Linked DNA regions of Zea mays: all the other regions are linked to region 3. A link is a contact called in public Hi-C data. All regions are on one chromosome and are shown on one strand. Each heading gives the region's core, a stretch centred on a gene start, on an enhancer-like site or on the middle of the called end of the contact. The rest is flanking DNA. Distances are from core to core; before and after follow the strand shown.

Region 1 (6,748 bases), core at 4,043-6,542, 210 kb before region 3:
GTCTCTCGGAGATACTCTATTAGTTATAGTGCATTCAAACACCCCCACAGTATAAAAACATTTAAACTTCTCGGCCATATATGCCTTGTCGCTTGCACTTTCAACCAGTCTCACATACAGTCATACACACATGAGAAGATAATTCAACTTCCACAAAATTTAAATGTTTTTTTATCTAGAACGTTGTAGCCAATGACAGACAAGGCCACTGCCACCAAAATGCCTGTATAGAGAGATTGTACACTGATAACCAATGGCTCAATGCTTGATCTAAAATGAGTGGTGGCATTAGTAACAGAATAAGCATAGAAGAATTTCAATCAGCGACATTCACCCTAAAGATGAACACCTTCCGCTCCTCAACTGGTTACTCTGTACTTCTGCAAAAGCAAACGTTCCAATTAATTTCACTAGACGGGCAATGTTGACAGCAAGAACCAACAGATGAGTCTTATGGAGAGCTCTAACAAAAAATTGCAAGTCAAGTTGGAAGTTTATCTCTGATGGGATTTGCATAGTATGTCTGCTGGTTCGCATTGTTACATTGTGTCTGCCAAAAGATTTTATGCAGATAACAACCCGGAGCTTATGTCTAACATGTGAATGCGTTTGAGACAATGTACCTTGACAGTGTTTAGTAGAACTTTGGCTTCGTTATTGTTGTTGAAGTGGTCACGAACAGGCTGGAAAAATTAAATTAGTGAGTCAAACCTACAAGTGTGAACCAGCACTGAAAATTGTGTAATAATAGCTTCTTCCTCGACAAAAGAAGGACAGGCAATAAACAAGATGGACAAGTTCGCCAGAAACTACGCTAGCAAGAAACAAGAGCGATGATGCAGCAATAACGACAGCCCATCAATTCATTTTGTCAGGACAGCAGCTATTTCATTTTCAAAGAAATGAGACATGAGATTGGTAAAGATCAAGAATATACAAGTTTCTGACCAGAGAAAGACTACAATAATATCATAGAAAAAAAGTAGGGTCGAGTGAAGAAAATTGCACCTGCAAAATTTCATTTATTGCTTTTGCCAGTGCAGGTTTGACATCAGCAGGATGCAAAGCACCAGTCTCATAATCAGAAATTAGTTCATCCATGCTTGTAAATGTCCTGTTTGAGTGCAAATGCTTTAGAAGTATAATCCGAGATAATAAATCATGTCACGTTGGAAATTAAATAACCTATTTGCTGCATAATTAATTGCATGACCACACGTGTCAGCCAAATATAGATAATGGTAGCATGGAATTATATATTCCCCTTGTTCCACCACATTATTGACAGAAAAATAATAATTTTAACAGATGAGGAATAAAAATATTACTTGTTACCGCCATTGCTTTCCTTCCGGGCCACCTCAAACCTTCCAAACCAAGGGAAAACGATGTATTTAATGTACTCCAAACAAGGATTCCCCTCAACAATTTTGGGAGGGCAAAATGCTTGCTTTATCTTCACATTAACTTGGGCCTGCAACAAATGCGAGAACACGTTTAAACAGGCAGATAATATTAGACAAAACAGAGGAAAAACTAAATCCAGAAGACAAATTTTAGATCGGAAGTTATTATTAGCTTATGAACAATGATGACTGATGTCTGTACTCCATCTATGTTCCATCATAACTATTTATGAGTGTTAAGTGTCACAAGAACCAAGAGCAACAAAAGAATGGCTACAGGGAAGAACAATATTCGATGAGAAATATATACCTCGTCATCTTCCATAAAGATAGCCGAGGATGGGTCACTCTTTGACATTTTCTCCTGGCCTTCTTTAAAACCAGGGAGCATATCTGCATTTCAGGTTAAGCAAAAAAATACATGCTCTGCAAAGTACAAACAAAGCACTGAGCAAACACTAGACACATGACCATGACAAACACATATGTTCCAAAAAAATATTTAAAGGTTAAAAAGAGAACAAGATCAAAATAAGTATTCAGGATACGATGTGAAAGAATAATTGGTTTGTTCTTCCTTTTGATGTAATCACAGTACTCCCTAGCTAGCACATTGACCTTCCTTTGGTCCATCCCCAATTGGCATATGTCAGCCTACAAAAGGAAAAGGATAAGGAAAGTGAATTGTATAAAGAATTATTGTCTCCAGATTGAAGGCGCACACAATATCAAAAGCTTTTCAGTCATCCTTGGTATGAGCAAGTCATAATGAAATATAAATATCAAAAGCCTTTCAGAACTACATCAAGGGATGACTTCTAAACTAGAATACGACTACGTCAAGAGTCATTGAGCCCTTACCTTTTTGCCTTGGTGATGGATGAGGTCACAAGCGACATACAAAGAGATATACCTTGGTGTATGCCTTTTGCGGACGATGTAGTGCTAGTTGATGAAAGCCATGCAAGATTAAATAGGAAACTGGAGTTGTGGTAGGAGACTCTAGAGTCCAAAAGTTTTAGACTAGGTAGAACTAAAACCAAATACATGAGATGTGACCTCGGCACTAGTACAAATGAGGAAGGATATGTTAGTTTGTAAGGTCAAGTAGTGCCTATGAATGATACCTTTCTAATTTAGCATCAATGCTACAAAGAGATGTGGATATTAATGATGTTAAGCCATAGGATCAAAGCAGGGTGAAGGAAGTGGCGCCAAACATTTGGCGTTCTAACAAGAGGGCACTATAGACATGCTATGTTGTATGGTGCACAATGTTGGCCTACAAAAGACATCATGTTCGATAGATAAGTGTTGTGGAAACATGCATGTTGCATTGGATTTATGGCAATATGAGAAGAGGCCCAGTCCATAACGATGATACAGTGACAAGCTAGGGTAGCATCAATTGAAGGAAAGCTTGTCCAGTATTGATTGAGATAGTTTAAACGTGTCCAACAAAGACCTCCAGAGCAGGCAATGAAATAGCATTCATAGCGAGTGCTATAGCAGCTGCAATAGTGGTAGCAGCCCATTGCCGCTACCACTATGAGATAGCATCCAGAACTTAGCAGACTGGAACTTAGTGGCTGCCATTGCGCGTGGCAGACCACAATAGCTAGCTGATTTTGCATGTAGCAGCCTGCTATGTCGGCTTGACATAGACCCTGTTTGGCATAGCTTATTTTCAGCTTCTTCACAAATTTAAGCCGAAGTTCTGCCAAACAGACAGCTTCTCCAGCAGCATATCAGTTCAGCTTCTTCTCAGAATGAACTAAAAGCATCCAACAAGCAGAAGCTGCTTTTCACCAGCTTATCAAATAAGCTGTTTTTTCAACAAGCAGCAGCTGTGCCAAACAGGGCCATATTGATTTTTTCAACCCTAGCTCCCAGGCCAGCCCATTCTATCTGGTCCTCTCGGTATGTATTGCCTCACACATCTCCCGTTGCATGGGAGCCAGAATGCATCTGGCCAAAACCAAGCACTCCGACGCTCTGGTTGCCAGCGGCCGGCGTTAGCTGCCGCAGAAGTGCACTGCAGCGTGCATCCTGCCACATAAGCGCACAGGCAGCAGACTCCTCCGTCGTCCCGCCAGCCATCATCTTTTGTTCTGCAGTCCACACGCAAAGGTGCAGGCATACACCATCTGCTGCTAGCTGTTGTAGATGCGCACGTGGTGCCCTCGCGCCGACGAGGGCTTCCGCTCGGCAGGAAGTAAGCTCAGTCGGTGCTCTTCACTCCAGCAGTCCAGCTTGGTTTAATCTCCACTCTCCAGTTCAGGCAGAGCTCCAGGCAGCACGCAGCGGGCATCCAACTTGGTATCTCTGATTCCCCCCCCCCCCCTTTGTGTTGGGTTGCAGTCAAATGTAAACCCCTTAATCAAACACATCAATTTTACTTGCATCCCTTTATAAGATTTACACATAGGACTAGCTACTTAGGACATTATTTTTTTCTGTAGCTGCACAATGTCCTCTGCTGCATCAACTGCACATACAAACCAATCAACATCTAGGAAGGATGCCGCTTGGGAGCAGTTGAATGAATGATAAGCAGAAATGGGACAATACGAGGAGGTATAGCCCTTCGTTCCATAGTTCTAAAAATAATGTTCCACGTTCTGTGTTCTCGTTTGTCGGGACAATGATTGTCCCGGGAATATGTCTCCTTAGCTCAGTTTCAGAATGCAAAGAAAAATCAATCATCAATCAATAAAACTTATTTCCGGGTACCATGAAATGCAATAGTGCGATAAATACTTGCCTTCAAGAAAAATATATCAGCACATTGCATGCAAGGGTAGAAAATCTGGGCAGCAGTCAAGTCGTCCTGGTCACTTCTGCCCATAATTTGGCAGCATCTACAAGCAAAGGAAAAAATAGAATCACTTGCACTTCACAACAAGCACATAAAAATTAAAGAGGAGATAACCAACCATGTCCATGTTCAAGGTCTCGAAGCAAAGACTTGTTGTTAACGGAAAAAAAGCAATTGAACCAAGCGTGCACCTCGTTATCCGTTTGACGTTGTTTTTCCGGGCAATGTCCATCACGATTGGCCAGTACTCGTGGGCGCGCCGGTTGATCTCCTCGGAGGACCACAGGAACTCCACCCCGTCGAGGTTCATCCCGGCCGCCTTCCAAATCTCGATCATGTAGCGCCCGACTGTCTGGATTTTCTTGAGGTCGCCTCCCATCTTGTTGTTGAGCTGCGCGAACCAGTCGGCAATCCAGATTTTCACCTTGCACCCGGCCCTGACCATCTTGTTGACGTTGATGGTCTTCACAATGCCCTGGGAAAACTCACAGCCAAGTCTGAATTTGCCCGAACCGTGCAAACTTAACCAAAAAAAAACTAAGAGCCCGTTCGTTTCTATAGAAATGTACCAAGAATTATTCTTGTTGATCAAAACTTATACAAATTAGAGAAGCAATCTGGGTCGGAACTATTCCAGTCTTCCATTCCGTGTGAACCGAACGGGCCCTAAGGGAGCTGAAGACAGAAGACCGAACCTGGGCGATGTGCATGCGTCCGGAGGGCTCGAAGCCGTCGTAGCAGATGGGCACGGGCTTGTTCTCGAGCAGGCGCCTGAGCTCGTCCTCCTGGATGCACTCCTCCCCGATCCCCCGCAGCAGAGCGAACCGCTCATCCAGGGTCATCGCCGCCACGCCCCCCGCCAGATCCTCGGCAGCGGCGGTGGCGGAAGAGGAGGCTCCGGGAGCCGCCTCGGGCGCCGGCGTGGAGTCCATGGCAGCGGCTGCGGCGGAGGAGGAGCAAAGGATTGACGAGGCCGTGCCCGGAGACGGCAAGGAGGGGATGGCGGCGGCGGGGGCGGCGGGTGAGTGAGTGGGCGTGAAAAGGAAAATGAGATGACGGTTTCGGAGTGCCGCGCGGGCCTCCAGGGTTTTGCTGGGGACTGGGCCGACAAGCGAGGCCCAATGTCTTTTTTCCCTCGTTTTTTTTTATTAATCTATACTACTTCTTAAGAGCACAACGAGGGCGTCCACCATGCCCCCGCCTGCTCCCACCGTGCCCCCGTCCCGTCAGCGTCAGCAACCCTCTGCGCTCGCGCAAATCCCTCCCGAGATCGCCGCCGATCCGAAGCAGCGCCACCGTGCCCCTCCCTCCACAGCGTCCGTGCCCCCGCTCTGTCTCGCCTCTATCACGCACCCTGCGTTCCCCGCCCACATTCCTGCGCCCTTCCAACCTCAGTGTCTCCTTCCATTGACAACCAGCCTTCGATGACTACGCTGGACCATACGCGCGTCGCCCCCTTCCCGGCGTGATGGTCGCGCCTGTGGCGGAACTGCCCGAATTATTCCGACTTAAGTGCCTAAGCCCTGCCTTAGAGGCTAGACCACACTTAAATGGGAATAACCCGTCAATCCCTCGGATCTAGTCCGACACGGCCACTGACAGGATCAAGTACCACAAGCCCACTCGATGGTGAGTCACAGAGCAAATACAATAAAGCATAAAACCATACATGCCACAATGTTAAATTATTACATCACCATCAACATCATCGGAGTTTTTTTTTGCAAAAGTACCCATCATTGTTCGAAGTGCAGCGGAATAAAACTAACGATAATTAAACAGAGAGATGGGGAAGCCTGTCCCATCACTCCTCATGCTCCTCCTCAGCCGAGGCAGGGTCCCACTCAACAGTCCCAACCCGTTGGTAAGGTGGACGGCCAAGTCACTCCAGCAACCATGTCCTCCAGAGATCCTGTAAAAAATTATGCCACAAGCAAGGCTGAGTATACTAATACTCAGCTAGACTTACCCGGTGTGAGGAGTCTACTCCTCTACCTCTAGACATGCAGCTGTTTGGCTGTGGGGTTTGATTGCCAAAAGCACTAGCTGAGTTTCTAAATCAAGATTTTAACTTAATCAAAGTTAAGTGTGACTCTCTTAAGGCTAAAAGTGGACTATCTACTCATACATGGTAGCAAGCATTATTAACAATCAACATCTTATCTCAACTCATCATACTTCCACTTATTACTCAATGCAGTACAATGGATCAAGCAGTCTCATTAGCTGCGAGAAGCAGACGATTCGAATCGAGTTTTTATCCTTGCAAGGTAAACCTAAACACACGACATGTAGGGGCACTCCGTCCCCACACACATCAACCGTCCCCATCGATTCCCTGGCAACAGAAAGGGGCTCACCGCCTTGGCGTACAATGCCTCACTGACCCCGACTGGCCGTCGTGCAGTGACCGCACTTGTACCCACCATAACCGGAATGGGAGACCTCGTCTCAGGTCGCGTGAGGAGGGCAATCTGCGGGCAGGTTCACTCAGGTACTAGGCTTACCGATTTACCATATTTCT
Region 2 (5,994 bases), core at 2,357-4,856, 230 kb after region 3:
GCTTGCCAAAGCAACAGAAGCTGTAGGTTGATTGCCCACATACTCTGGTATGTAGGGAGAGTGGCATGAAGCAATATGTAGGACCTGCTTCGGCTGATTTTGCTGGGCTTCTGCTTCAGCAATCTCTTTTTGCTTCTGAATGGTGATCTGGCACGTTCTTGTAGTGTGGCCCTTGTTCTCACCATAGAATAAGCAATAGATTTTCCTGGGTTGATCCCCATATCTTCCTCCGAAGCCCCTGCCGCCTCGGCCCCTTGGAGCTGGTGGCCTGAAGAAGCTTTGCTGTTGTCCTGAAGACTGCGAGCTGTGCTGTGGCCTCTGAGACTGGCCTCCTTTGTCATCGTTCTGACTGGAGCTGTGGATTGATCTGACATGCCTAGGGTGGATTCTTCCTCCGAAGCCCCTAGTCATCTCAGAAAATCTGTAAGCTTCCTCCCTTCTTTGGCGGAAATCATTGTCGACCCGGATGTACTCATCCATTTTCTGAAGTAGCTTCTCCAGAGTCTGAGGGGGTTTCCTAGCGAAGTATTGAGCTGTAGGCCCTAGCCGAAGACCTTTGATCATGGCCTCAATGACGATTTAATTGGGCACCGTAGGCGCTTGTGCTCTCAGGCGCAAGAACCTTCGAACATATGCCTGAAGGTACTCCTCATGGTCTTGAGTGCACTAGAACAAGGCCTGAGCAGTGACTGGCTTCGTCTAAAACCGTTGAAAACTAGTGACCAGCATGTCCTTAAGCTTGTGCCATGACGTGATCGTCCCTAGCCGGAGAGAGGAGTACCATATCTATGCCACACTCCGAACTGCCATGACGAAGGACTTCGCCATGACTGCAGTATTGCCCCTATACGAAGATATAGTTGCTTCATAGCTCATCAGAAACTGCTTTGGATCTGAGTGCCCCTCATACATGGGGAGCTGAGGGGGCTTGTATGATGAGGGACATGGGGTAGCCTGTAGTTCTGATGATAGAGGAGAAGCATCATCAAAAGCAAAATTTCCATGATGGAAATCATCATACCAATCATCATCATTGTAGGAATTATCTTGACGAAGCTCTCTCTGTGGAGGTCTTCGGTCCTGATCATCTTGAGTAAGATTACGTATTTCTTCAGTAGCTTCATCGATCTTCTTCTGAAGATCGGAAAGACGAAGCATCTTCTCTCTCTCTCTTTCGACCTGCTGATGGATAGCTTTGAGATCCCTTATCTCCTGGTCCAGCTCCTCCTTTTGGAGGGTTTGACTTGTAGCCTTCCTCTTTTGAGTTCGGGCTTCGCACAACGTGTCCTGGTTGACGTCTAGTGGCTGCAGTGCAGCCCCTAGCCTTAAAGCTTTCTTCGGTGGCATGACGAAGGTCACAGCTTGCTGAAGGTGGTCGAATGAGTTTATCGGAGGTGGGCGTCAATGTTGGGGACTTGTTCTCAAATGCTATGAGTTAAGAACAAGGCAACACATAATGTTAAAGGTTAATGCCCTTCATCCTTCAAAGCATTATTTCCCTTAGGATATAATGATCTTCAGACGAAGGTCATGAAGGATATACCTTCATCATCGCAGTGTATATTAATGAAAGAAGAAGTATATGAAATATGTAAGACAACATGAATAATCATATGACATCATTAATATATCTTCTTTTTATTATCATGGATAAACAGAAACAATATTGAATTACATTTGTACCTTCGGCTTGACAGAAGGTAAAAGTCCAAGCGTGACGCACAAGCGAATACAAGTCAGCGTGAACAGTACGGGGGTACTGTTCATCTATTTATAGGCACAGGGCGCAACTTGTGTAAAATTACATTCATGTCTTTTATGTTTACTATTGACTTAAGGACAATCCAACAAGGACTGGATAGCCTTTTCCCCTTTAAGTCGGTTCCTTTTCCTGCCACTGAGCCGAAGCTCCTTTGCGCGTAGCTTCGGAGCAGCATCAACCTTCGCCTCGACCAAGCTTTTGATATTGTGTACAGTTTCATTCCGAGTCTGAAGGTACCTGTACATACATTATACTTGGGAAACTTTGTTAAATCATGTTTTTGAGGACCTTTGGAAGACGAAGGCCCCCAACATCGGTGATTTATAGAGGCAGGTGCCCATCTACAACTATTAATTAGATGTGTAGAGCAAGTTAAGAAAAACGACCGTCTATACAAATTTATTTGGAGAGGCGGCTAGGCTCCAGAGCTGCCTCTGTAAATAAGTTTTTACTAGGTATGTGCCTCTGCGTTGCCACGGAAGTTAAAAATTAGTATAAAACATGTATACCGAACACCGTGTTCTAGACAATGCTAGTGAAACTGAAATAAAAATAGCTACATAATTGCTTAAATAGTTATACAACTCGTATCACAAACAAAACAAAGTTGGACATAATGTTAAGTGACACTTTTCCTGTATCAGGCTTGGACTATGTCCCGGCTAATGCTTGTAGCCTTTGAACATTATCAGGACCCATTGATCACTACACTCTACTTGCACTATAGTAATCTCCAAATCCTTAGGTGGCGGGGGCATCTGCTTCATGATCTATGGAGCATCGTTTATCCTGCAAACATTTTGCATGAGATTAGGACTTGCATATCACAACTGTTGAATTTGGACAGAATAAAATATTTTGTATAGACCAAAGAAATCCCAGTGATGTTTTTGGCAAGGGTGTGTATTTGTGTTTCTGGGCCTTTTAATGGCAGTGAACTTCCTGTAAGATTTTAGAATTCCTGACAGCTAAAAAACTAAGGGAACTTCTTCATGGTAGTAAGTAGCAGCAAGAGGCACTATATGAAAGATAAAACTAATGATCCTAAAAAGAGCTAGCAGATTGAATTCTACATAGAATGTCTTACTGTTGTCAAGCGTCAAAGACCAGATTTGGATAGCAAGAATGTAAGCTTAAACGTGATCTTAGTGTGGTAGTCCCTTTAACACTGCCAAAAGGAGTATATTCCTGAATTGCAACAGGCATATATGATGCATGCCCATGATAAAGAAAAAAATCTCTTATATGCTATGAAAAATATAGGCATCTAATAACAAATGGGACTGAATGTTTTAGATGAATATATCACTTCAAAATGTAGCCACAACGATTCCGCTCACCCATGGCCACGTTGTCAGAGTTGATGTCCTCATTTTCATATGAGAAGCCTCACCGTGGGCTGAGCAAAGGCAAAACAGAGCAAATTGTTATCTTTGATTTGTGTACATCTCCTTTTCTCTCTCTTTGTAAACAATAGAGGCATTAACCATCCATTGCTAGCCTCCTCTTCTTTACCCTTTCACGGCAACATGCAACCCTCTCACATGGTGTAGCAGTCATTAGAAAACACTATGTACAATACTAAGGAAGAACGAAAAAAATTATGGATAAAGAAACCCATGTATTGGATGTATATGTAACCAAGGTAGACAGTTCAGACCAAGAATGCAAATATGAGCCATAGTACGCAAAAACAATATAGATCATATGACGAGAAGAACACGACCTCGTAAGTAGCACACGGTCAAGGAGGAGGACCAGGAACGCCGCTGCTCACCACTTCCAGTTCCAGCACACGGTCAAGGAGGAGCAGGACCAGGAACGCCGCGTTGGGCGCGGCACATCGGAGGAGGGACAAGGTAGCAATGGGGAGGAAGGCGAGAGCGCATCGTCGCACTAGGAACGCGGGGAGGAGGAAGGGGAGGTCTGGGAGGCGTCAGTTACGCGTCCCGACCGAGAAGCCGACGAAGCAGGGAACATTCTCTTCCAGCCTTTTTAAGCGGTTAAACTTGTTTCCTTGCAAGAAAATAAAAGGAGCATTCTTCATAAACGTAACATCCACTGTCTTTTTGTTCCGAGTTAGGCCTTGTTCGTTTCTATCGGATTGCACCCAGAATCGTTCCATCTAATCAAAGTTTATATAAATTAGAGAAGCAATCCGGTTAGGAATCGTTCCGACCCACCAATCCGGTACAAACGAACAAGACCTTAAGGGATTCTAGCAATTCCTTGTTCTCGGGGAGACCAGCCTACAAAATAATAGCAAACATGGAATTATTTAAGCAGGACTATAGAAGTAAAAAAGTAGTTCAGAGCTGATGATACATGGAGCGGCATGCCTCAATTTACTTAAGATATGTGTATGACTTTAAAAGGAAGAAAGAAAATGAATATAGCCTAAAAAAGCCTTGATGGAGAAAGAAACATAATTTTAGAAGATTGAAATACATACCAGCGTTGTCCTGTTTTTGTTTTCTTTAGAGTAAATAGATGACCGGAAGAGTAATAAAATGTTTATGTGATAAAGAGGTAAGGGAAAACATTAGGGTGGTGTTTGGTTCATCGAAATGTAACGTAAATGGTTTACATGGGGTAATGGATACCAATATTTTTGTTTGGTTGAGCTCTTTCTAGTATTACTAGGTACTACTATCCAATCCAATTATAACTAGTAACCATTACCGCCAGTAAGAGATCACATTACCGTTCCCTTGACAAAGTTTGAACCAAACAACACCTAGTATTCAACTCGTTGCAATAAAAACACTGATGTAGGTGGCAAACTTTTTTTTTAAAAAAAAAGTAATAAAGAAACCGTATAACCTCACATGTTTTATCTGAATCTTTGGTTATATTGAAGCATCATTGCAGTCCTAAAGATGTCCTTCAAATATAGCAGAAACATATACCTAAAAAGTTACCGATAGTTAGAGACTATATAAAACAAGGCATCACATATTCATTGAGAACAGCTTTGTTTAAGATTGCAGCATCGAAGGGTTATAATAAATAGCTACAAATATTTAATAGGTCAATTGTGGTTATTAGCTGATTGAATGAGCCGCTAGGAGCAGTAATATTGCTACAGGCAATATAATTAGTTTGGAATGATTTAGAAGCTAAAGATGCACGCATGCACGGAAGATCCTTTTTCATGTGGGTGTATGAATTTTCATCCAGACGCAAATTTGCTCTATAGCTGCATAGTGGGAAACTACTCCATGTAGAGGTTGCTCTGAACTCCATCAGGGCAATGAGATAAAAAGATTTAATAGCAACTATGGATGGTCAGATTGCGCAGGGATTGCCATTAGTCAATGGAGCAGAGAAACTGGATATGTTAAATTTGTTTTTTTAAACAGTAGAGCTTCCTTGCAGTTATATCATTGTTTTATTAGAAAGAAAATGCATATCAAGTTTTTTCCGATTTTGCTCGGTACCAGCCTGTAGATTTGTCCTACAATAAATGTTTTTTTACCACTTAACATATTGTACCACTATAGAATGTGATGTTTGTTATTATGCAAACCTGCAAAGGCATCATCAACTACTACTAGGTGTGTGCCCGTGCGTTGCGACGGTGTAAAAATTATTCGATAAATGTTAGTATACAATAATTACATGGAAACGAACAACATATATATCAACCCCAATATCGCACATATGAGGAGTGGACATGTCAGTCGGTAATAGCAAGTGATTGTTCACCACAAGCCGTGAAAGGTGAGATTAGGAATAAGGGATATTGGGGAAGTAATCTTCTATTTCTTAATTGCCAAATGTTCGAATACAAGAGATAAATAGGCATTATGCCTTCTAACAAACATAGATGGAAAAACTCCTCAAATTGAGACCGTGGTTTTCTGGCCGCGGTGACTCAGTCTCCACCGATGATTTGTTGCAACCCAATGATCAACACCTGATTAAATTGACTTTCGCTAACATCGTCCCTATAAATTAGACACAAATCAGCTTGGTGCTATAACAAAACAGAGAAAATAGAAGATAGGCAACCAATTTTCTCAACCAAACAGTTACTTCAACACAAAAAAGTTAACTAACAACGATTTGCATCCAAACAATAACAAACCTGGAGATGATGACTTGGTCAGCCTTTCTCTTCCTAGAACTGGTGTAGAATTCAATCAGACACTCCCAAAAGCGACATCAAAATCCAACAAGTGTAATGCAGATTAAGATCTCTTACCGGATCAGACCACCTTCAGCTTCCC
Region 3 (6,551 bases), core at 1,241-3,740:
CCACGTAATTTCAACGCCATGCATCGTTTGAAATGGTCCACACGGTAAGGATAGCGCTCAATTGCTTGAAGGCCGCCGCACGATCGACGACGTGCACGGACAGACTGCCCACGTACTGCAAAACCGAAATTATCGACACGTGGGTTTTTTTTCTCTCTCTAGAAAACACACGAGGGAAAAAGATCATGTCTCCGATGAATTTACCTATCAAGAACACTGTAAATGATTGTTACAATTTACCAATCGAGTTTACATCTCATTTACAACGTATATTCATGCGGTCTCAACTCTCAACCAGTCATGAAGCATCGTGGAGGGCCCTGAACTCGATGCCCTCGACGACGAGGCCGCGCTTGGGGTACCAGCCGAGCACCTCGAAGCTCGCCTGCACCACGCAGACGTCGCCGCCGCCGCCGCCGCTTTCCACGGGCGGCGTGCGCAGGCGTCCCATCTCCATCTCCTCCCACCCGTCAGCCCGCAGGCTCGGCCTCCTCGCCTCCTCCCCGGCGCCGCGGCCCCTGAACTTGCGCGCCTCGGCGTCGTCGGGGCGGAGGCACACGGCGTGGCGCGCGACGACCCGCCCGCCCACGGCCACGGCCGTCTCCTGGTCCGGGTAGCTCAGGCCGCGGTAGGCCCCCTCCGGCGCGGTGCCGTACACCAGGAACGCCGCGTAGACCGTCGCCGGCGTCAGCGCGGCCAGCGGCAGGCTCCCGTAGATGTCCAGGCACGTGCAGTCCACCAGCTCCGCCACCTCCGCGAACCTGCGTGCGTGCGAAAAGATCATCAATAATCCACCACCGCCACTGCCGCCGCGTGCTTCAGTATTTTAATCGTCCACGGAAAACAGGGATATCATATCATATATCATACCGTATCGTATCATAATTAACCCAAATACAAAAATAGTTAGTTAAGGGATTCGATGTTGTTTATTGGCTGGTGCGGTGCCTGGGGGGGTGTACATGTGATCCACGCCAGCGCGCGGGCGGCCGGCCATCGTTGTCGATGGTCGTCGTCGACGGCGCTGACGACACACGTCACACTGGAAGAACGAACGACGAACGAGTACTGCCGAATGCTCAAGTACTCCGATCCGATCTGCACCGAAGCCGCCGTACCACTTGAGGAAGCCAGCCAGCCTGACGACAAATGGACGGAGCAGCACGCATGCACACGTACGGGTATGGGGCTACCGACGGCGGCGTACGGCGCCGGGCCACACAGGTCGTCAGGAAACGTGCACATCAACAGCGGCGCCGGCGCCGGTCGCTGTTGGGCACATCGCGGAGGAAGAATATAATAATTAATCTACTCTTTTCTATACCACTAGCTAGCTTCAACCGTTCTGGAAGATGTGACGACGACCGGTTCCATTGGAAACGTGTGGGTGCTGCCGTGCCGGCCTCTCGTCCACCCGTGTCAGTGTCTCGTGTCCACTGGTGGATGCCGCTTTTCTTCTCCGCTCCGCGCGCATGGTTGAGGTAGTAGAAAGGTAGAGGACGACGACGGACAATGACCGGCGGCCGGGGAGCTAGCTAGCTTGTGTCGCTCAAAGTCACTAGTGGATGCAGCTGCGTGCGTGCGTGCTCGCCGTCGCCGGGACGACTACGATGAATGCATCAGATGAGAATGGCCTTGACCTTGCTTATGGCTGCCATGGGGACTAGCTAGCTTGATGTCTGCTAGCTAGCTCCTACGCGTACTAACTAAGCTATTACGTCGCTGCCACGGCCGGGGAGTATATATGACGCTACACGCAAATGGAATGACGAGAAATGTAATACAGAAAGAACTGATTGAAGCAGCCAAATTTTAATTGGGTTGCAGGAATGGATATTTTCGGAGAAGAGAGATAGAGAGCATGACGGCGCGCGAGGACGATGGAGCGGGTAGTTGGGAGCAGCAGCTAGCTAGCGAACCTGGAGCGTGGGTGGTGCGTGAACCTCCAGGAGAACTCGCCGTCGTCCCAGGGCAGGCTGAGCCTGCGAGCCGACAGCGCGTAGCACGTGGCGCCGCTGGCCCTCTCCAGCCACACCCTGCACCCGCTGCCGTCGACGGCCACGGCGCCGGCAGCGTCGCAGAGGCTGAGGTAGGCGTCCTTCTTGCTGAGGCCGCGCACGGTCGCCGCTGGGTGAGCCGCCTGCGACGGCGGAGACACGCGGCGGCTGTCCAAGTGGTCCTCAGCCGCCTCGAGCTGCTCGGGGAGGAAGGCGCGCCAGACCTGGTCGGAGTCGGCGGCGGCGCGGAAGGCCGGGGACACGGCGGCGCAGCGGCAGGCGTCGCGCGGGGAGGTCCGCGCGATGGCCTGCGCCAGGCACACCTCCGGCAGGTCGCCCACCTGGGTCTCGCTGGTCGTCCGTGCAACCGCCGCCTCCTCCATATCTGAAGACGCTCGGGTCTTGAGGCTCTCGTTCCTCGACAGGCACACTACACCTACACAATCGCCAATAGTCGCAATCGCTATGCGTGCTGGCAAACGCCAAGCTAGCTACCAAACCTGACGACAGCCTTATATATATATGGAGAGTATTTGACAGCACCCGTACGTGGGGGCGGGACTCCTTTCAATCTTCGCCGCACCAGCACCGCGCGGCAGAATAGACCCGGCCGGCCCGTCGGTTTGCCATGCGTGCATGCTGCACATGTGCCTGAGCGGAGTGGCTTATAAGTAGAGATGGCAACCAGAAATTTTTCATCCCAGATGTTAGGATATGTTTAGTTCAGTGTCTAACTTGTCATATTTTTTTTTTAACTTTTTTTTACTAAGCTTAGTTATTAAATTCAGACGACTAAACTTAGATAAAATATGACACATTTAGACACGAACCAAACATGCCTTTAGCTTTCCAATCCTGTACTCGTGAGCTATGTCTCCACAATGAAATTTTTTTCCCTACGAGGATCTTCACGAACATTTATGGAGGACATTTCTTCCTTATTCTCATTCCCCATGGGAATAAATCTTCGTCGGAGATCTCCGTCCCCCGTTTAAATTATAATTAGAATATAATTCGTATGTTATTAATATAAAATATTGCCACTTATGCACATTGTTATATACTTATGCACATTGTTAGATGTAAAAAAATATTATGTATACATAAAAAAACATATTTATATAATGAGTGATCTCTTGATAAGATAATTATTTTTTATCTTTAATTAGTATATGAAATGATCGTCAAATGTAAGTTTAATGAGCCCTATAAGGAATGGATTCTTAATCCATCCCCCGTTTACCTGCCAAGGAAATATTTTTCCTAATTTACATCTCGTAGAAAACAAACTTCTTCACCCTCATTTTCTAACAAAAAAAATTCGCCGTGGAGAAATCGTGAATGGGATCCCTGTTGCCATCTCTCTGCTTCTAATGCCGCCGACAACGTTGCTGTCCAAGCGCTTTCGTCTGCGCCGTGTTTAGGGAAAAAAAATGGAAAAATTCCTGGTATGCCATCAGATTTTATAGTCATTCCTTGTGTGCCACTGAGTGGCATATAGGTATATTTTTCTGTGTGTATGACATGTGGGGTCAGTGGCACACAAGTAACGAGTATATTTTCCGATGGCATACAGGTAATTGGCCCAAAAAAAATGTATATCGCCCTCGCCCTACGTCCTTTTCATCTAGAAGCTCGCCTTGGAATATCGCAACTGAAGGAAGAAGATCCCACAAGCAAGCAAGCGGGGATTCGATTCGTTCCCCGTGGGCGTGGCTAATAATCAAAACTGTGCACATAGAGATGTCTTCACCTTAGCAGCCCGTTTGGGTTCGAGAGAAGTAGATTTTAGTTACGTTAACATCGGATATTTGATTACTGGTTACAAATATTAAATACAGTTTAATTATAAAAACCAATTAGAGATAAAAACTAAATGGTAAGACACGTCTATATATTATGTCTGGCCTTGTTTGTTTCTGTCGGATTGGTGGTCAGAATGATTCCTATCTGGATTGATTCTCTAATTTATATAAACTTTGATTAAGTGGAACGATTCCAGGTGCAATCCGACACAAACGAACAAGGTCTAATTAGGTTATGATTTGCTCATGTTTGCCAATTATAGATTAATTAGGTTTGATTAATTCGTCGCATCGTTTAATTATAATTAGTTAGTTTGTAAATATGCTAATACATCTGTTCTCGAATATTTGTCACTCGCTAGTTCATTTTTAAACTAAACCATGACAAATAAAAAAGAACATAGAAAGTATATAATTAGTCTTTATCACAATTGACATTCAGATATCCGATGTGACACAGATTCCAAAACCTCTAATTGTTGTCGGTCGTCTTTATTTGAGTATTAACGCTATTTTTTTATTTTGGAGCTAGCTAGACAAAAAAAAAGAGTCCTAACGAATTCCAAGAGATCCCGGTGGCCTTATCATCATCATCACAACACTACGCGACGGATACCAAACCCAACGCGTGGGCCGGCCGGCCTCACAGCCACACGAGATTCGTTTCACACGCTTGATTAATCCGTCCATGTTTATCACGTCCAGGACAGACAGTGCTCGATTTTGTTGGTGTTCTCATTTTTACCTTTAGTCGTATTTTTTTTCTTAGTCATCAAGCTCCCGTTAAGCATCTGCTAGCCACGGTACGCTCTAGGCTCTCAAATCAATCTCACTCCATATTGTGCAAGGAGCCAAGGAAGTCGTATTATACACTATTTATCATATTTTATGTTTACATGTCAACGTACGACTTCAGGGAGCTGCAGGGTTGAGAAATACGGTTGCGTCTTTGAATTTTGTCCGCGTTTTGTTGAAAACTTTTGGAGATGGAGGCGAAAAGTTAGCAGAAAGGATGTATATATGAAAGTGACAGCTCGGAATGCGGTAGAGATGGCAATAGGGCATCGTTCTCTCATCCGCGGTGGTGAATTATTCTACTAGGGCTATTTTAGGAATCCTATTTTTAAAGAGATTTTTATTTTTTTAAATAAAATTAGTTCATTTTATTTTGGAAAAATAAAAATCCTTTGAAAAAATAGAGTTCTCAAACTAGTCCTTAGAAGGGCTAGTTTGGGAATCCTATTTTCCTAAGAGATTTTTATTTTCTCAAAGAAAATTAGTTCATTTTCTCTTAGGAAAATATAAATCTCTTGAAAAATTAGTGTTCTTAAACTAGCTCTAAAATGAAGATGAGGAAGTTTTTCCTCCACGGAGATGTAAACGGGAAAAAATATTCCCCGACAGGGTAAACAGGGACGTAGACGGGAAATATTTCTATCCTCATTCCCCACGGGGACCATAGGGTCTGTTTGGTTCAGTTTTTTTTCTGAGTTTTTTTTTCTGAGAATCTGGTTGTGACAAGAATCTGAATATCGTGGGGATTATATGCGGAGGAAGAAGAATTGATCCAAGGGTTTAGGATCTAGAAAGCTATGGATTACTACTATCGTGACGACTCGATCGATTATGTGTTCATATTGATTTTAGATGATTTTTACCAAAAATGATTCTTATAGAAGCGGGCTGAAAAGCTGGGACGTTTTCCAGTTCGTAGCAGCTTTTGGTGGCCAGAAGCTAAAAAACCCAAACAAACAGGGCCTTAAACTCGTACTTTACGACGTTTTCCTATAATAGTTGATGATAAAAATAATAATTAACTTGTCAAGAGACTATTCATTGTAGAAATATGTTTATTTTGATGTACACATAATAATTACTTACATATGACAATATGCATAATTGACAATATTTTACATTAATAACAAAGAAAGCACGTCCTAATTATAATTTAAGTGTCGTTGCATCCTTCGGCTGCTAGGCACATCGGATAGTTCGGTGGCGCACGAGACATTTCGGTGGCGCACCGGACAGTCCGGTGCTGCCACGTGTCCACCGTTCATTACGTGCCAACCATTGGCATTGCGAGAGCCGTTGGCCGACTGTCTCAACAGACAGTCTGGTGAATTATAGCCAGCGCGCTTGGCCAATTTCCCGAGAGTGGCCTGTTCGGCCAGCTGATGGCCTAGGCACCGGACAGTCTGGTGCGCCGAGGCTGGCGCATGTTTGGCTAAGTTTAGCCAAACTTCTTTGCTCCAATTGTATCGACTTAGAGAGTTTTCTAGCACTTAGAAGAACGTAGTTAACAACTAAAACAATTTACTAAGTGCTAGAATCATACTTTGTTCCTTTGATGTGATAGGATTTGCAATATACACCAAATGCACTTTTTCTCAATTTGCTTTAACTACTTGTGCTTATTATTCATACAAGATGATGTTAGTCGAAACAGAATGTGTTGAGCATTTAATCACTAAAATTGAATAGAAATAGTCCAAGGACGCATTTCCCTTTCACCTACTTATGACCTATTCACATGATGATTCATTTCCCCGCATTATATAAATAAAACCTAATGATTGATTAGCTTTCTATTTACTTTGTCCTTGATTATATTTTGGGTTATTATGATTATCTTTATGCTAGTGCTCTACTTTAATAAATTAACATGATGATATATAATTATGATACGATGATTTTATTCTGAATATGATGATGAACTTGTTGCACTAAAGGGGGCTTGGGCTGTTTC
Region 4 (6,527 bases), core at 1,398-3,897, 150 kb after region 3:
TTAACACGCAACAGGCCCCTACCTGGCGCGCCAACTGTCGGCGTTTTGGACCCGGGGGGTCCCTGGACCGACAAGTGAGATTGTCGCTGCGTGTCCCTGCCTAGATGGGTTGGCACAGGATGGAACACAAGATGTGAGGCAAGCCTTGTATTATCCTGCAACAGGGGTGCGCTCGTAGTAGGGGTTACAAGCACGTCGCGAGAGGGAGAGAGAGAGAGGGAGCCCGTTCGTCCACTCCTTCCCTCCGCGCGAACCCCCCCTCCAGGATGGCCCTGGACCTCCCTTTTATAGACGCAAGAAGAGGGTCCAGTCGTACAATGGGGGGTGCAGCCTTGCGCTAACGTGTCCGGCAGAGGAGTGCCTAAGCCCTGTGTACATGCCAACATGGCTGTCGGGGGAGAGCTTGGGCCCTATACATGTGATAGCGTGGCCGTCGGAGGAGTGCCTGAGTCCTGTAGGAGCACAGCTGGCAGTGCGGCAAGGATCCTACTGACGTCTCCTTGCTGCCGTAAGGGGCTGAGAGCCACCGGCGTCATGGCGCACGCGAGGCACCATCATTACCCGTCGCCGGGGTAAGCCAGATGGGACGCCGGTCTTGTTCCTTGTAGCCTGAGCTGGCTAGGGATAGAGTAATGATGTATCCCCTGTTGGCGCGGTCGGTCCGAGCCCAAGGTTGGGCGAGGCGGAGACTTCTCTTGAGGCCGAGGCTGGGGTCGGGCGAGGACGCGATTCCTCCCGAGACCGAGGTCGAGGCCGAGTCTGGGGGTCGGGCGAGGCAGAGCTTCCTCCCGAGACCGAGGTCGAGGCCGAGTCCAGGGGTCGGGCGAGGCGGAGACCTCCTGCCGAGGTCGGAGCCTGAGGTCGGGCGAGGCGGAGCTTCCTCCCGAGGCCGGAGCCTGAGGTCGGGCGAGGCGGAGCTTCCTGTTGCACCCGAGGCCGAACTCGGTGGTTGATCGTGACTTGTTGTCAGTCTTTGCCTGGGTGGTTGGCACGGCAGTCGGAGCGGGGCGAGCGGCGCTGTTTTCCCGTCACATCGGACAGTAAAGAAGAGGGGCGAAGTGACTGCGGTCACTTTGGCCTGGCCGACTGAGGCGCGTGTGTCAGGATACGGCGTCAGGCGTCCCCTGCATTGAATGCGCCTGTGAAGCGGTCGTTTGGTGAGGCGGTCTGGCCAAGGTTGCTTCACAACGAAGCCTGCCCGAGCTGGGCTTCGGGAGAGCCGAGAGGGTGCCCGCTGCCTGAGGCGGCCCTCGGGTGAGGCGTGAACTCGTCTGGGACTACTGCTCCAGCCCGAGGCTGGGCTCGGGTGAGGTCGCGTCCCTTGGATAGACGAAGCCTTGACTTGAATCGCGCCCGTCAGTTGGACTGAGGGTGTTTACCAGCCGTGATTAGGAGTGTTGGGGGTACCCCTAATTATGGTACCCGACAGGTGGCTTCCCCCACCAGTGCCACCTGTAACGAGCCGTTAGGCTCCTGTTCCATGGTGCACCGAACAGTGCTTCTCAGCCGGACAGTCCGGTGCTTCTCAGCCGGACAGTCCACCGTGGCAACACTTGCCTTCGTTTCTTGGACTTTGCTTGATACTTGTTGATCTTCTTGTAATCTTCATAATATCTTCTTTTGAGGTGTTGCTTTCCTTATTGCCTTAGTCCAAGTAATCTTAGCATCATGTGAACTATAAATATAAACACTAGCAAACACATTAGTCCACAGGTTGTGTTAATCATCAAACACCAAAACCTATTGAGCCAAATGGCCCAGGGTCCATTTTTCTTACAAGTGCGATTTATTTGCTGAATTTAGTGGAGGTTATGGGTGTGGCGGTGATTTAGTTGGATATGTTTTGCAAAGTTTAAACTGGTAAATTATATAGTGGTATAGATGCTTATGCTTGTATTAAGAGTACGTAATAAGCTATTTTATTATTTCTGTTCACTTGATATATATGAATACGCCATCTATTTATAGATAAGTTTTAGAGTTTCTAACCAGCACAGACTAAGTTTTAATTAGGCTTAATATAGCTCATCTTACCGTATAGTCACCATCTGCATAATTAGTTTTATAATTAAATTATATTTAATATTCATAGCTAGTATTTAATAATTTTAATAGTTGATGTTACAGACATATCAAACATCCCCCAATACATTTCTCAGCAACTAGTACGCTTTAGTGCAGACTCCTAGAAGGCAATGCGCCATGCACTCCGGCAAGCCCCTATAGACCCTACCAGTCTTTTTGCATAGGTAAAATCCAAAAAAATATTTTGTGGAGGGCAGCCCGCTAGAAGCTTCCCCGTCGACACTGCCAGTCGTGTTGTCTCCTGCACTCATCACGGTGGTCATCGTCAAGCTCCTAGCGTTGTTGGTGTCCTCTTTGATTTGGCCTAGTAAATGGTGTCATTCGAGTTAAACATGCAAATTTAAATCAGAATGAAGACTGTACGTATATTTATTTACACCAAAAATAAAATGGGTCCAGGTCTAGCTATTTGCCTATTTCATCGATTACCGCTTATTATGCGTGCATGAATGACAGAAGATGCGAAAAGAATCATCGAAAGCAGCCAGAGTCCGTGGATGCGGGTGTGCTTCAAGAACTTCTCCATGGGTGATTAGAAAATACTAATGCCAACGATGTACGACTGCGACTTATGGTTAGATATACACTGTATATCTATCTATTTGCCTCTATATAGATGGATGGATAGATAGATGGATTGATCCAAGGTATATAGATGTAATGATGGATATGAATATGAAACATATCCATCCATATCTATCTATCTATCCATCTATCCATTATAGATGAAGTTCTGACATAATGTACATAAAATAACCAATGTTAACCATTAAATTGCTGCAAGACCAAGTGCTATGGTATCGACAGAGAAAAAAAATAAAGTGTTATCTCTTAGCGAGGGTGTGTTTGGTTGGTGATAGGGTGGAATGGAGCCATTCCAGTTTCTGTAGTTTGTAGTGTGGTTTCTAGATAGAAAAAAATCGGCAAGGGAGAGAAAGACCAGACTCCCACAGTGGCGGACCCATCTATTATGCTTAGTGTGTATCAGAAAAAATATTTAAAAAAGAAACAAAAAGTGGTTCATTTTGTAGTGTGGTTTCTAGATAGAAAAAAATCGGCAAGGGAGAGAAAGACCAGACTCCCACAGTGGCGGACCCATCTATTATGCTTAGTGTGTATCAGAAAAAAAATATTTAAAAAAGAAACAAAAAAGTGGTTCATCAAGAATTGAACTTTGACCGATAAATTAAATAAATAAATAAATAATACTTACAACACCGAATTAACTACTCTTCTGTGTTTTTAGAGTGTGCCATGGACCATATGGACCACCCTCTTGGTCCGCCCTAGCTTTCCCATTATTATATTAAGAAGATATCTAAATACTGTCTCGACCGAGAAAATCCTCGAACTCTGTCCCCATCACTAGCGGGCCGTCACTACCCACTCTGCAACGACCCAACTGGAGGATGGCACGCAGAACGTAACCCGGGAGGGCATAAGGAGGAATTTTTTTGACAAAGACACAAATTCGAATTCTCCCCCGACGGGGGATCGAACCCGGGATCTGGAGGTGCTACTCGGACGCCTTAACCATTACGTTAGAGGCCTTTTCGCTGTTTCTAGATAGAAGAATGGAGCCATATCCAACTAAGGATATTCTTTGTAGATACTGCACATGCTTGGTCGAAAAATATTGCTAAGACACGCTTGTTCCACTCATGCGGTGTCAACACCGCCTCCCTCACACAATCACATGCACACACTGGGTGGAGAGTATATATAGCCGAGGACGGGTTTACCCGGTGCAACCAAAGACGAAGATGGGGTGGGCGGAGCCAACGAATGGCACACTATGGGTGCTTAGATCTATATCACTCTAGAAGATAGATTCGACGTTTCTACATATGGAGTTGGGGGTGAGTGGAACTGAGCAGCAGGAGTCTGGTCGAACCATGGGTGAGGGTGAGCCATGTGGCAGGCAGTGACATGAGCTTGCACATGCAGAAGTTGTGGCGAGTGACCATGTGAGGCTACAATGGGTCATGATGTGTGAAAGGGCTCTAGTGCTAGCAAGTGGTGGATTCAGGAATGGATCAAAGGAGGGCTAGTAAGCCGACCAACTATGGTGCTGGTGGCCTAGCGACAGACGACTGGTTGGACAACCTCTCGGTGTTGAGTCCCGACTGTGCACTACATGTTAGCCCACACAGTGCTTTTGGGAGGATGACTACATCGATCATCGCTTGATGGTACGTGCTGATGCACGTCAAAACACAGGAAGTTTATACATGCTCGGGCCACGTAAATGCGTAACACCATAAGTCCTATGTAGTGCTAAGTTTGGAATTGCCTTGAGTTCACATATTAGAAATGGTTTGTGAGAGGTGGAAGATGAGGTCTCCTATCAATCTTATGGAGAGAGAGAGAGAGAGAGTTTTTGTAGGGGTACCTCTACAACCTTATATAACTGACTGGAGAGATATCCCTTTACAGATTGTGGGCGTTCCTATCAATCTGAGTCTATTCCTTTAGATATGGGCGTCCCGACTCTTTTAATGTTTGGTTGCTTTCCTCCGAGTTATCTTTCGAGCAATTCGCCATCTGGTCGTGTGTGGGACGCATCCTTGGAATTCCAGTGATCCTTCTACGATATACGCACATGGATAGCATTCTTGTGCAGTATTTTTTGGGATCCTTCCTGTCCAGCGCATCATCTATTCAGTTGGTTTTGCTCCATCCAGACGAGGCCCATTAGTATGTCCTACTGGACTACTTATCAAGGGCCTGTCAGGCGGCCCATGGGACGTATCCATGTCACAATGACCCATGGAATATCTATCTCCCACAAACTCCTAAGGCTCAAGCCAATTTTTGAGGGTAACTGGCTCGAGAATCAAAGAATGAACTTTGTTATTTGATTGTACTTCTTGTTGAGTGCAACTTTTTTACATGCTCTAATCCATTGGGTGTGCTATAGGTGCACCAATGGGTGTAGCCCCCGAGCTTCGAGTTGATTTGAACATTAATCAACTTGAAGGTCCCTAAGATCTTTTCTTTGTAGGTTTATTTTATTCCCTTGGTTACGAGTAAACCGTGCTTCTAGTCCGACGACATCTAGCCGACTAACTTTGCTTGAGGGGGGTTTGGCCGATTGAAGCTTAGCGGACTAAAGCTTGGCCGACTAAACTTCAGTTGGGACACATTTGGCTAGGGTCTGCTAAAGTTGTCGACTGAATTCAACCGATAGAGGTCCGATTGGCTCAGGTTTGACCAGCCAATTTCATACAAACTTGAGTTTGTCGTCTTGCAGGATCGCTATCATATTGTTGATATCTCACAAATTGCGTTTTCCAGAAAACCCAATATGTACACCCAATGGGTGCGCCCAATGGGTGTGTACGTTGTCTTGTTCGTAGAATAGTTGCTTGAGGTCACAGGGCATAATATTGCATCTGAGTGGATAATTTACTAAACACCTATGCCGTGTTATGCTAAAGGATGCCAAAAGCGTCATGTTTTTTAGAAATTTAAACGACTCTTGAAGGCTTGCGACTATTTGTTGTATGGACGGAATTAGAAGAGGCACCAGTATGCTGCGAACCGTGTGCTGTGAACTTCTTCACTCGTCCTTACTTTGCCTTCCCTGCTATCCCTTTCTCCACCTCCAAAAAACCCCAATGATGGGAAACAAAGGCGACAAGGGCAAGAAGGGAAGGGGTGACAAAAGGAAGCGTCCTTCGACTCCATCGTCGAAGGACTTTGGCGATTCAGAATTTACGTACGAGAGGACCCCTCTACTGTCCCCTGCCTCGCCGTTTGTTCGTTTGCACGGGTGACTCCATGGGGCTATCAGCCGTGGAGAGGACCTACCACTAGGGCATCGAGCGTCCTAGCCTCGATGACTCGGATGATTCCAAGGAGAAGGAGGAGGAGCTAGGGAATGGGTATGATGGCGGCGGCGAGGGTGACAAGGATGACGATGTCGGCAGCGGTGGCAAGGGCAAGGACGACGGCGACGACATCAATAGGGGTGGAGGTGGCAACGACGGCAATAGCGAGGGCAATAACAATAATAGTGGCGAGGGCAGCAGCGACAAGGGCAGCAATAGTGGCGGCGGGGGGGGGGGGGGGTGGCGATGGTCGCAACGCCGGTGGCAAGGCGCCACCGTCTTAAATAGTAGTATTATGTAATGTAGGTGTAGTGGTAGTGGTAGGGATCTTTTGTAAGGATTAGTTTATAACCTTCTTATATGATGACACCCCTGCCTATATAATAAAGTTGCTAGTTTGTCTCCTGTGGTCATCGGTTTTCTGATTGTGTTTTATAATTTGGTTACTTGTATTGATCTCTTGATTTTATTCGGTTCCCTATGTCCTTGAAACTTAATTCCAACGAATGATTGTTTCCGACTAACTTTGTGTCGAAGTGTATTCTCTGTCCGACTTAGTTTGCCCGACTGAACGCTGTTTCTCTTAGCCCACCAGCGATTTCATTTGTG

What was found. A called contact is a pair of places that touch in the nucleus more often than the background predicts.
Region 1: a Hi-C map of leaf shows a contact between it and region 3, with 4 times the contacts expected there. The contact joins the promoter of LOC100282839 here to the promoter of LOC100285707 in region 3. A contact is called at or near these places in 7 of 25 Hi-C or Micro-C datasets (bundle sheath, endosperm, leaf and 1 more).
Region 2: a contact with region 3 is called in a Hi-C map of tassel, with 5 times the contacts expected there. The contact joins the enhancer-like site here to the promoter of LOC100285707 in region 3. A contact is called at or near these places in 7 of 25 Hi-C or Micro-C datasets (ear, leaf, leaf mesophyll and 1 more).
Region 4: a Hi-C map of ear shows a contact between it and region 3, with 1.6 times the contacts expected there. The contact joins the promoter of LOC103641299 here to the promoter of LOC100285707 in region 3. A contact is called at or near these places in 4 of 25 Hi-C or Micro-C datasets (ear and leaf).

Annotation. Positions count from the first base shown.
Region 1 is chr10:82,628,423-82,635,170 of Zm-B73-REFERENCE-NAM-5.0, reverse strand. It overlaps LOC100282839 (Tyrosyl-tRNA synthetase), which reads right to left and starts at 5,292. Exons shown (of 9, transcript NM_001155745.2): 1 at 4,920-5,292; 2 at 4,416-4,699; 3 at 4,171-4,267; 4 at 1,955-2,060; 5 at 1,717-1,799; 6 at 1,329-1,474; 7 at 1,009-1,114; 8 at 624-683; 9 at 1-380. The coding sequence starts at 5,156. The coding sequence ends at 360.
Region 2 is chr10:82,186,958-82,192,951 of Zm-B73-REFERENCE-NAM-5.0, reverse strand. It overlaps the pseudogene LOC100217095. Among protein-coding and RNA genes, the nearest start is that of LOC103641297, 19 kb to the right of the region's middle. Within about 2 kb of position 3,606, at least 3 of the 20 cell types and tissues checked have an H3K27ac peak or open chromatin away from gene starts, as enhancers often do. A contact at or near this core is called in tassel, where this site is marked.
Region 3 is chr10:82,418,982-82,425,532 of Zm-B73-REFERENCE-NAM-5.0, reverse strand. LOC100285707 reads right to left here and starts at 2,490. Exons shown (of 2, transcript NM_001158598.1): 1 at 1,920-2,490; 2 at 182-761. The coding sequence starts at 2,380. The coding sequence ends at 299.
Region 4 is chr10:82,265,279-82,271,805 of Zm-B73-REFERENCE-NAM-5.0, reverse strand. It overlaps LOC103641299, which reads right to left and starts at 2,647. Exons shown (of 2, transcript XM_008664654.3): 1 at 2,515-2,647; 2 at 2,074-2,389. The coding sequence starts at 2,611. The coding sequence ends at 2,163.